2 separate regions of the Bicyclus anynana genome follow, and region 1 is linked to region 2. Evidence: chromatin contacts called from public Hi-C data. All regions are on one chromosome and are shown on one strand. The core of a region is the stretch at or near the end of the contact, and the rest is flanking DNA. Distances in the headings are between cores, read along the strand shown.

Region 1 (5,807 bases), core at 358-2,857, 150 kb before region 2:
CCTTTTCATAGAAATGAAGTTCTTAAGAGATATCTATAGGTAGGTAATAGGTAAGTATATCTTTAAAAGTGTACTTAAATATTTTACCTTTATTTAGTACACGATGAGATTTGTTTCGATTTGTCACCTTTCTGTTATAATTCTTTCCTGTTTTACAACATGATTTTGTATTAAATTACAAAACGGTCCGAGTCTATCTGGGTGGGCTTCCTTTGTGCTAATTACGTCAATACATCAGTTATTGTTATGAATAATTCATGATTTATAATATTATTATTCGTCTAGATAAACAGCTTCACTATCGGAGTGATACTGTAATAAATAGGTACATATAAATACAATAGATACCTAGGTAGATATTTCTAACTATAGGTACCTACCGTCCGCATAATTATAAGACTTTTAATAAGCAAAAAAAATCCAAAATAGGAATTAAATTGTATTCATAAAATAGTACCTACCTAGGAAGGTGGACTTTTTTTAATTCAGTCATAAATAAATCGTTGCAAAGTTGTCGTTGTTTAAATGTATTATTTTTCTAATGTCATGTAGTTCATCTATTCGTCGCTAGATGTCACTGTTCTAAACAATTTCTAATTCAATTCTAAATTATGCATTGTAAGGTACATTCCGCTAGTAGTTTGATTTATTAATTGATATAATAAAGATGTAAGCGAACTGAAGTTTGATGGACATAATTAATAATATGAAACGATTGAGATAGTAGCGACAAAGTGTGCCGCAGTTCAGTGTAATTGCGATAGAGGGCGTGATTTACGACAGATTTGATTGCCTGTTAATTTGTTGAACGCTTTTTAATGGCTGCTCACAAAACTGCCATTAATTTAATGAGCTTTTAGTGTTTATTTAATTGAAAGGATGTTAAGAAGGAGATTTTATATCGTGTTTAACACCTGATTACGAGTATTAGATATGGTTATTGAAAAATCAGTATGAGATACTAGCATACTCCCGTAACCTTACGTACCGTACGTTATGTAACGTTGTTTTACGTTTTCACTCGTTTAGTAATAGTAACCATTCCCGCGGGAAAACGGAGATAACATACTTAGCCTGTGTTATTCGCTGATAATGTAGCTATTCATTGGTGTTTTTTTAAAGCGGTCCTGTAATTTTAGAGCCTGTTTCTAACAATCAAACAAACAGACAAAGAATAAACAGCAAAAATTGTTGACTTTTTATTTATTTATTTTGTTCATTACTGACTGTTACAGTTTTACAGTTATACAAACATTGGAATCTGTACAATCTTATCAAGGCAGACTCTAAATGCTTATGACTTGACTTTATTAAAACCACCGGGGTTAAATAATACTAGGTTTAATAAATCCTAGGTTTTAAAATCAAATATTTACCCTAGATATAAAAGTTAATTAGGTACATAGTAGGTATTAAACTTGCACTAAGTGGCTAAATGATTGCTAATATCTCCCTGTCAACCAATACCCGTAATGGTTTCTTAATAATAATAATAGCAGGGGTAACGTACCCCTTAAAATTAAAAATGGCCGCTAGAGGAGCACTCTCGATTGGTGGCAATAACTCATTCCGCCGCCGGCAGGGGCGCTGGCGGTGCGTCATTTGTCTATGTCACCCCCCTCCCCCCGCGCTGCTGGAATGCTCCGGCAAGATGTGGGGATGCTGATCTATTGTATAAGTACAAACACTTCACTTGACCGAAATATTGAGCGACTATGGTAAGGAGTTAATTATTAATGATTATCAATAAAGACTACTAGGTAATCACTAGTAGGAAAGTGGATAAGTGTTAATTTACTAGATACCTACAGACAAATACTTTATTGACCGAAATATTAAGGGACTGTGTATCTGGGAGGTACCTATTTATTAAATTGTCCTTCCATCAGTAATAAATAAATGTTTGGAGGAATTAATACCTACCTACCTACCCACCTAGATTTACCTATCTAATGAGACCCTCGAGTAACAACTAAAAGGTTAGGTATGGAATCATGTGTCTAATATTATCAAGATCGGTTCAAGGGTTGTAAATCTATAAATATATCTTACGTTACCTACGAATAAGTACTTAATTAAGTAACAGTAACTAATTCCTAGAAAAACACAAGAATAAGTAGGCAGTATTTCTTGTTGAGCCGTAATAGCCCAGTGGATATGACCTCTGCCTCCGATTCCGGAGGGTGTGGGTTCGAATCCGGTCCGGGGCATCCAACTTTTCAGTTGTGTGCATTTTAAGAAATTAAATATCACGTGTCTCAATCGGTGAAGGAAAACATCGTGAGGAAACCTGCATACCAGAGAATTATCTTAATTCTCTGCGTGTGTGAAGTCTGCCAATCCGCATTGGGCCAGCGTGGTGGGCTTTTGGCCCCCTCTCATTCTGACAGGAGACTCGAGCTAAGCAGTGAGCCGAATATGGGTTGATGACGAGGACGATTTCTTGTTAACCTGTTACGAATTTGAGTAAAGCTAGCTTTAACAATTCCTTAATAAAAACAAAAATCTTTTAATTTTCTGTATCACTTAGTATTCGTATAAAGTAATGATAGAAACACATTAAATACAAATAAGTATGTATCTACCTACTGCTTGTAAGTTATTACTTAGGTCACAGACACGTATTTAGATAATAAATCATGAGGCATATCTATCGGCTTATTGACATTCATTTGACATATTGTTGCCAACTAGCTCTCGTAGTCATCGTGACACTGCAGAATGTGGTAGCTGTACCTAACAATGTAACGTGTCTTCCCGTATGTTATACTTATGGTAGACACGCGGACGCCCGCGACTTCGTCTTAGGTACCTTTGCCGTCTTCTACAGAATTGAAAACTATCGAATTATACTTCTAATTTAATACTTAATTTACTACATATTTTTTCATTACTGTTCCGAACGAATGATGAGGCCCATTTTTGGTCATGTCCTTTCATTTTTCTATGTCAAGCGGCTTGCGAAATTTCATGATGCATTCAAGTCATGCTCTGTCTTCCTTATGAGTGTCAAACATTTTCCTGTAGTTTTACCTGCAACTATTAAGTAGGTCTTGGAATCAAAATACTTACCTTCCTAATACATTTTTCCTTGTCACCTAAACGTGAAACTTACAAGTAATCTATGTTTACGAATCCACCAAACCCATAACTCAGTGGGACCACTAAACTGGTTTAACCTCTGATTACGTTTCTATTAGAAACAAAGTTAAGGAACATCCTCGGAAAACAAGAAAGAGCATTCAGTTTGGGTCCCTTTGTCACAGTAATAAGGTATGGAGTAGATAGTATTTTTTTTCCATAAGAACAGAAAAATAAAACTTCGCAGTTTCTTCGTCGCGTGTCAGAAGGCCATATCGAAACGCAATGCACGCACCTTAACAAAATTATTTTAATAAACCAGGCTACGTGAATGTTTTGATTTCCCTCCGAAACCAGGAAGAAAAACGAAAAAAACTTTTACCTAAGCGACTAAAAAGTTACTCTCGTAATTTTTTCTTCCATCCAAATTCCATTCTTGTTAAAATGTAAATGTTATGCTTAATGTTTCAAGTAGGTATGCCAGTTTATAGTTTTATGGTATGCTCGGACATTTGAGGTATGTAGATGTTTGCCGAAGCGAGCATATACGAACCTAAATTTTAAATGTGTGAAAACATTTAGCTTTCCTGTACGATATCGTGTAGGTGTGGATTTTCATCCTCCTCCTAACAAATTAGACGTTTCCATCTTAGATTGTATTATCACTTACCATCAGTTGAGATTGTAGTGAAGGCCTAACTTGTAAAGAATAAAATTAAAAGTAGGTAGATCAAATATCAACCATCTTAGATTATTTTCTATACAATCTAAGATGGTTGATATTTGAAGTACCTATAATAAATTATGTGGTACGTTTTGCTTTAAACCTAATCTAAAAGTCTTTTACAAATTGAAGTCCATTGAAGAACTACCTACCTAAGATTTTCTCAATTTGCTTAGAGTATAGTTACTCCCTTGAAGTTAGTTTAATGACTTTGACTTCGGGAGTTTAATAAAGACCAGCAAGTCTTCTTCTTCTTCTTAGCGTGGTCCCACTATGTGAGGTCCGCTTTCCGACATAATCTCGCCCACTTTGCCCGATCTTGGGCATCTGACTTCTTGAGTTTGTTGGCTCTCAAGTCCGCACTTTTTCGGGCGGCCTCGGCCTTTAGTTCCAGGGACTGCGGTGTTCAGACAACTGTTACGCACGTAGCTCTGCAGTTTAGGACCAGCAAGTATCTGCTAATAATATAGGTCTACAGGGTTTCGATATACCTATAGAAGTATGGGTTGAATAAACTGTAGGATCCCTGCTCAATTGTTCTACTACTACGAGTAGGTACTATCTTAGACTGCATCATCATTCAACATCAGAAAATACTCGTAGCACGATAGCAGCCAAACAGCCGAATGAAAGATAATATACAAAGAAAATAGAAAACCTTTCTGCTATATCAATGAAGTCTTTTAGGTAGACATTGGTTTTGTTTAGCTAGCTAAATTAACAGTGTGTAAATCTAGTATCTAGGTACTTATATATTCAATTCCTAAAACTGCGTATAAATAAATAACTTCCATAATGTGGCAATGTAACTCAGTAGGCGTTACCTTCAAACTGGATTTGCTGTAGCTTTAAAATTGTTTTAAATTCGACAAAATTGAATAAACTAGTTTTTAATGGCCGCCACAACTTACATACTTAACTACTGAGAAGTGTGGCGTGGGAATCAGCATGACCCGGGTTTCGACGAAGCCTTATACGAGGAGGAACAAAATCTGGAATTTCTTGTTTCGAAACGAGGCTTTAAAAATATTAGATTTTAGGCTCGTCTGCTTACTCTTTTAAATTCTCACAAAATAAAAATAAGTTATGTAGCCAGTTATCGTAAGTACAGTCGTAACACGTAATGGAATAAGCAGGTAGCACTATTTTTTAAGGATCATAGAACACATCAACTCGGTAAAAGATCGTCATCGCATCAACGATGACGATCTCTTACTTAGTTAATGCCGAGAACAAAACGAATATCCATATCATAACTCATCGTATGATGTCGAGTATACACGAATAGCTGGAAGCAGTCAAGATCCACTGCTTCAAACTGCAACTACATTTTAAATACAGACTTTTACGTACGTTCACGAGCAGTTCATCTGCTTCGAGCAATTATCAACGGCAGTTTCAAGCTGTTGACTCTAACTGCAAAAGCGGTCCATCATGTATGTTGATCACTGGCTAACTGCTCGAGCTGTCCGTGTATGGTCGGCATAACACATCGCAGGACATACTATAGGAACAGGAACAGTGCCCATCCCGAAACATACACCTGCCTACGTATGCATTAAGCCTCAAGTGCTTACCATACATATCCTTCAGACCAACCCAGCGAAATAAGGTACCACTAACACAAATCGGCGGTTTCTAAAGAGCTCTGCCTTTATCTACTAGTATGAAAACGTCGTCTGAAAATCGATTTAATAGTTTTGGAATTTTTAGAGGGACAGTACAGACGCTTATCTACGTAAATTTTCACCAAGTCAAGCTGAGGTAAAATGATTTTTAACAAAATTTTCGAGTGCGAATCTTTCTAGGAATAGTTATTTTTTATTATTCTTTACAAGTTAGCCCTTGACTACAATCTCACCTGATGGTAAGTGATGATGCAGTCTAAGATGGAAGCGGGCTAACTTGTTAGGAGGAGGACGAAAATCCACACTCCTTTCGGTTTCTACACGACATCGTACAGGAACGCTAAATCGCTTGGCGGTACGACTTTGTCGGTAGG
Region 2 (5,553 bases), core at 786-3,285:
CCTACTAAGCTTTTCTTTTAACTAAGCACTTTTCAATGAAACTTTATCACTCACTGCTGTTTAACTTTAACACTCACCGAAATACTCGCGCGAGTTATCTTGGAAATATATCTACTAATCTTCGCGGCAGGACGAGTAACCAGACCACACAACTTCTCTGCTCACTTACCTCGTTACTTACCTACATATTTTTTTAAACGTTTATAAGGTAATCGTATTAAATTATTACGTGGAATTTACTTATCTAGGTAGGTATATCTTGATTTTTATGTTTAAGCTGTCACCAAACTAACACCAAACACCAAATTACTATTAAATCAAAGCAACGTCCTTAGGAAAAATACTACTCACCTACCTACGTAACAATTCTACTGAATATTTGGTTTTATTATAGTTTTAGGTACCTAAGTAACTTTTTTAGTCAAAAGCACTTCATTTTGTGTTTTTATGTTATTATCAATGATATTAAATACTGTTAGATGTGTTACTAGCGCATGAAAAATGATGCGCTCAAAAGAGGAAATTTATAACACAACTCAATGTTATTTGTGGTTAACAACGAACGTTATTTCAACAAATAATACCTAAATATCATCTACAATGTCGAGTTGTGTGTTCAGGAAGTGTAAAAACTATATATACATAAATATTTAATGGAATTAAAGACAAAATTGTGCATGTGTGCGCTCGGTGTTGTAGCCTGTTTGTTATTCGGATCAATTTTTGCAATGATTTTGTTGTGACGTAACCGATCTATAGTATAAAATTATCATTGGTTATTATGCAGTTTGAAACTGATTGTTAAATTACATTTTTATAAAGTTATACCTAACTTTTTGTTTCACTCCGTCTCTTCTTATCGTCAAAATCTTAATAATTTATGCTCTTTTGGAACAAAATATGCACACAAATTAGGATAGGTAGGTACAAATTTTTATAACTTAACCCAACACGATAACAAATTAAACTTTAATATATTCATAAATTAAGACAGGATAATTAAATTAGGTACTCAGATAAGATCTTACCTGCTGGTGCTAAGTCACAGTAACTCCGTGGCTAAAAGCCTGACTCAAATCCGAGAGGTATTAGATTTCTGCCAGTTGAATTATCGACATAGCAATCTGTTAAAAAACATTTGCTTAGTCGAGGTTACTACACCATTGACGAGTTCCTTAATGATAAAGATGCTTGGAGGCCGTTGGGTCAGCTTTTCCACCTTCACACAGGAAGTAAATCTATAAGAAATTGTAATGTTGTCATCAATTGTCTATACTAATATTATAAAGAGGAAAACTTTGTTTGTATGTTTGTTTGTTTGATTGTAATGAATAGGCTCAAAAACTACTGGACTGATTTTAAAAATTATTTCACCATTCGAAAGCTACATTATCCACAAGTAACATAGGCTAAATTTTATTTTGGAAAAAAATAGGGTTCCATAAGATATTTGGGTTTTTCGGACACAAGGTGTAAAAAATCAACCAGAAAAGTAGAGTAGGGGTAGGCTAGGGGTAGGATAGGGGTAGTTGAAAGTTTACATCGAGTTTCACGCGGACAAAGTCGCGGGCGTCGGCTAGTATATTATAAAATTGTGTTTTTTTTAAAAGAGCAACTGCTGAGTTTCTTGCCGGTTTCTTAGCAGAATCTGCCTTCCGAACCAGTGGTAGAATCTTTACAAATAGTGAACTGACGTATCAAAAGTGCTTGTAAACTGAGCCCACTTGAAATAAATGAATTTTGAATTTTGAATTTTGACGTCTCCTAACATCTACAGGCTTAGTTAGCCTACTTAGCGAAGAGTATAAAAGGATATTGGTCATGATGAAAGACTGGACTTAAAAGCGGTAGAGTCGTGCGGTAACTCAAGATTTGGTCCAATATTGGGACAGTGACTTCTCAAGATTTGGTCCAATATTAGGACAGTAACTTATCAAATGAGCGTCTAATAAAATCCCAAGTGCAGACTAACACTCGTCCGTGATAAACGGCGGCCATCACTGAGCGGCACGGCCTATTATGAGAACGTGACGTCACCGCCCCGCCCCCTCCCGCTTCAATCAAACCGGGAACCCTCGTCAGTCCCCCACCCCACGTTCCGCTTTACTGACTCCGCATTTTTTCTCATAATAATAACGTCGAAATAATCGCGCAAAAAATCTCGACAGACGCGGCGATTCTCATTCCGTCCCATCCCTACCTTTCTTTTTGTTGTTCCGTTCGGTATTCCAAAATTGAATTTAGACTTTTAAGTTATTCTATTCAGCTCTGTATGTTCTTAGCTTTGTTTATCTACATAATTATGCAGTTAAATTATCACATGTACCGACGTACCGAGATTAGTAAGGATAGGTAGACACATACAGTGGTGTGGCACAAGGTTTTTGCTTATGGCACAATACAAATTATACAAAATACAAATGTTTTTCGTCATTACTTCTTAGAGCAAGCAAAGCATTAGGTAGGTACCTATAGCATTTATGAAGTGCACACCACTGTGTAATTAAATGAGAAATTATTTTTTACAAAAACTCCAACCCCTTTTAACTGTTTCATAATATTTGGATAGGATCGTCATCATAATTATCAGCTGATGGACGTCCACAGCTGGACATAGGCCTCTTGCATGGAGTTCCAAACAAAAAGGTCTCGAGCTGCCAGCAGCTCAGCATCCAGCGGCTCCCTGCAACCCGTTTGATGTCCTCAGTCAACGTAGTGGGGGGTCGACCAACACTGCACTTTCCGGTCCGGGGTCGCCACTCCAGCACCTTGGGACCCCAACGTCCATCAGCTCTTCGAATATATAGTTCGAATGCCACTTCCTGGCCATTGCCACATCAGCTTCGCGACATAGCCTTTTGTAGGGACTTCCAAACATTATGATCCTGAGCCATCTGCATCCAGCGAATCCTACAGCCACCGCAGTCCGTGCTTAGTAGGTAAACAAAATTTACCTACGGCACGAGCATAGACTGACGAACTTTTAGCATTCAAAATGAGGTAGCGGTACCTATATGTGGCTATTGCATGCTCTTAGTTCTTACCTATTATCAGATTATAAGAAACAATTAGGTACCTATCAGCCTACCTTTAACTAGAAATCAACCCAAATCATAGTTACCTATACCTATCTATACACTTGTACATAATTACTACCTAACACACATACTCGTAGATAGATCCCTCAATTTAGGTTCAATTGTCTTAGGCAGGCTTATCCTGTGCTTTAGAGAGCACGTTGACGAAAAATCTTGTTTGAATGTCGTAGAAAGTTCTGCTTATTATGCCTTAATAATACCTACATAAACTGGTAAAAGATTATTACTTATCAGAAAATTTACGAACTAGAAATCTAATAGGATTTTCTTAGATAATCAGTTGGGAGATCTTATATGAAAAATAAATTTAATTGGAATTTGAATACTCCAACAGCGCCCCCTCTTAATGAAAAGATATTTTAGATTACTTAAAACTTATGCTACTCGACTATAGATGTCGCTGTTACATATAATTTTTTTTATATCTAAACTTTATTATAATAAAATCATAGTTTTTATTTACTCTATTAAAATTTTAAAGTTATTTTTTGTCTTTTAATTTTAAAATGCTTTGGCTTCTACTGAAAGTACGTAATAAGGCTCAATTCAAGCCTGACATTTTACATAATTTCACGTAAAACATAAAAGTCTAACAAATACTGTAGGTAATATATTCATGTTTCATTTGAATTACAAAGCAGCAGGGTATTCTGACTTTACTTTTTGGAATAAAAATAATGCAACTTTCAAATTAAAATTTTACTTTATACCAATCAAGATGGGAAGTTGTTTCATCAACAAGTGCAAAAAGTTTGACCGCATGGCTTACCTGCTTACGAAGTAGTGCTTATGGAGAGGCATAGATGTCGCTCCGTTACAAGGTTCACTCAGGCGCAAGTAGATGGCGCTGGTTTTAAATGCAATTTTAAACGAGTTTTTAGAATAAAATAGAATAGGATCAGTAAAAAGGAAAAAATTGAAAAACAACAATTCAGTTCAGTATATTTTTAGAATATTTTTTTACCTTTGAGTCTTAACTTTTTTAAGCCTTAATAGCTCAACGGTAAGGGGCTGGATTAATCACCAAAAGGGACGTGGTTCGATCCTTGCGCTGAACCACCCACCCACTCATTTCCGACTAGATAAAGGGTCATATTTAATTAATAGTATAAAGAGGTAAAGTTTGTGCTACCTTATTGTAAGTGGTAGGTACTTAATCTCTGAAACTACAAAACTGATTTTGAAAATTCTTTTACCACTAAAAGTCACTTTATTTCTTAGTGTCATGGGCTATATTTCATAAGCGTATTGTCACGGGAACGGTCACTACACGGGTGAAATAGCGGGACGTCGGCTATAGTAAACTAATAAAATCAACTAGCAAATAATTATCTTCTTCAATACCTATAACTTTATTCTAGAGAATTTTTGTGAGAGGAAAAGATTGATTGTTTCATTGTCAATCACGAATACGTAAATAGATGTAGTAGGTACCTAGCTATTTTGAAAAAGACGTAGGTACCTACTATAGCTTGGCAACTTCGTTCGTAACATTCCCGATGATCCGCGCGGGCCGGGGGGCGTGTAGGGATGAATGAAAACACCACGACTGATGCACCTCACTTCCCCGCACGCACGATTTCACACCGCAGTCTTTCCCCCCGTCGCCCGCATATCATGGGAGTGTCATCAACGAACTTGCGAGACTATAGATGGCCTATTTAAATTAAAAGTCTACTTCTTACTGGTATACGAACAACATTTCTATTGTCCCGAGCACGCCCACAAAGTTCACAGCATGCAATTACAGAGGTAATGCAATAAATCAGCCTGCACGATATAACAATTAGCCGGCACGAGAGCTATGTTAATTAAACACCAATAATAACTAAGTACGGCGACAGCGCGATTGTTTCTGGACTAAACCCCTCCAACTATGTCTACGCATACCTACCTATTGTAGAATAACATTCAACAGAAGGATAATAACATTTAATAGGCAGGAACTTACCTACTACCTTCGTACATGTTAGCAACTACACACAGGCTCTCACTGGTCTAAGCCTCTATAAGAAATAGAGGCTTAGACCAGTGGCGTGCATAAGGTTTAGGTTTAAAACTAGGGTATGCGCTATAAGTTATCAACCCTTATACGGGACCTTAGAAGGGTTAGATCAATATTCCACCACGCTGGCTGGTAATTTGCAGACTTCACACACGCAGAGAATTAAGAAAATTCTCTGGTGTGCAGGTTTCCTCACGATGTTTTCCGTTACCGTTTGAGACACGTGATATTTAATTTCTTAAAAAGCACACAACTGAAAAGTTGGAGGTGCATGCCCCGGACCGGATTCGAACCCACACCCTCCGGAATCGGAGGCAGAGGTCATATCCACTGGTCTATCACGGCGCTATAAGTAAAAATTGGAAAAATCCTTGTCTAACTATGCATTCTGTCGTCCCCTTTTCGGTTTCTACACGACATCGTACCGGAACGCTAAATCGCTTGGCGGTA

Evidence for each region. Hi-C and Micro-C count contacts between places; a contact is called where the count stands out from the background.
Region 1: a contact with region 2 is called in a Hi-C map of whole body, with 7 times the contacts expected there. The contact joins two enhancer-like sites. A contact is called at or near these places in 2 of 2 Hi-C or Micro-C datasets (whole body and whole larva).

The regions. Positions count from the first base shown.
Region 1 is chr10:5,606,246-5,612,052 of ilBicAnyn1.1, reverse strand. The region is part of intron 1 of LOC112057779 (homeotic protein antennapedia); the gene reads left to right. Among protein-coding and RNA genes, the nearest start is that of LOC112057779, 120 kb to the left of the region's middle. Within about 2 kb of position 1,607, at least 1 of the 8 cell types and tissues checked has open chromatin away from gene starts, as enhancers often do.
Region 2 is chr10:5,461,448-5,467,000 of ilBicAnyn1.1, reverse strand. The region is part of intron 1 of LOC112057779 (homeotic protein antennapedia); the gene reads left to right. Among protein-coding and RNA genes, the nearest start is that of LOC128198414, 73 kb to the right of the region's middle. Within about 2 kb of position 2,035, at least 7 of the 8 cell types and tissues checked have open chromatin away from gene starts, as enhancers often do.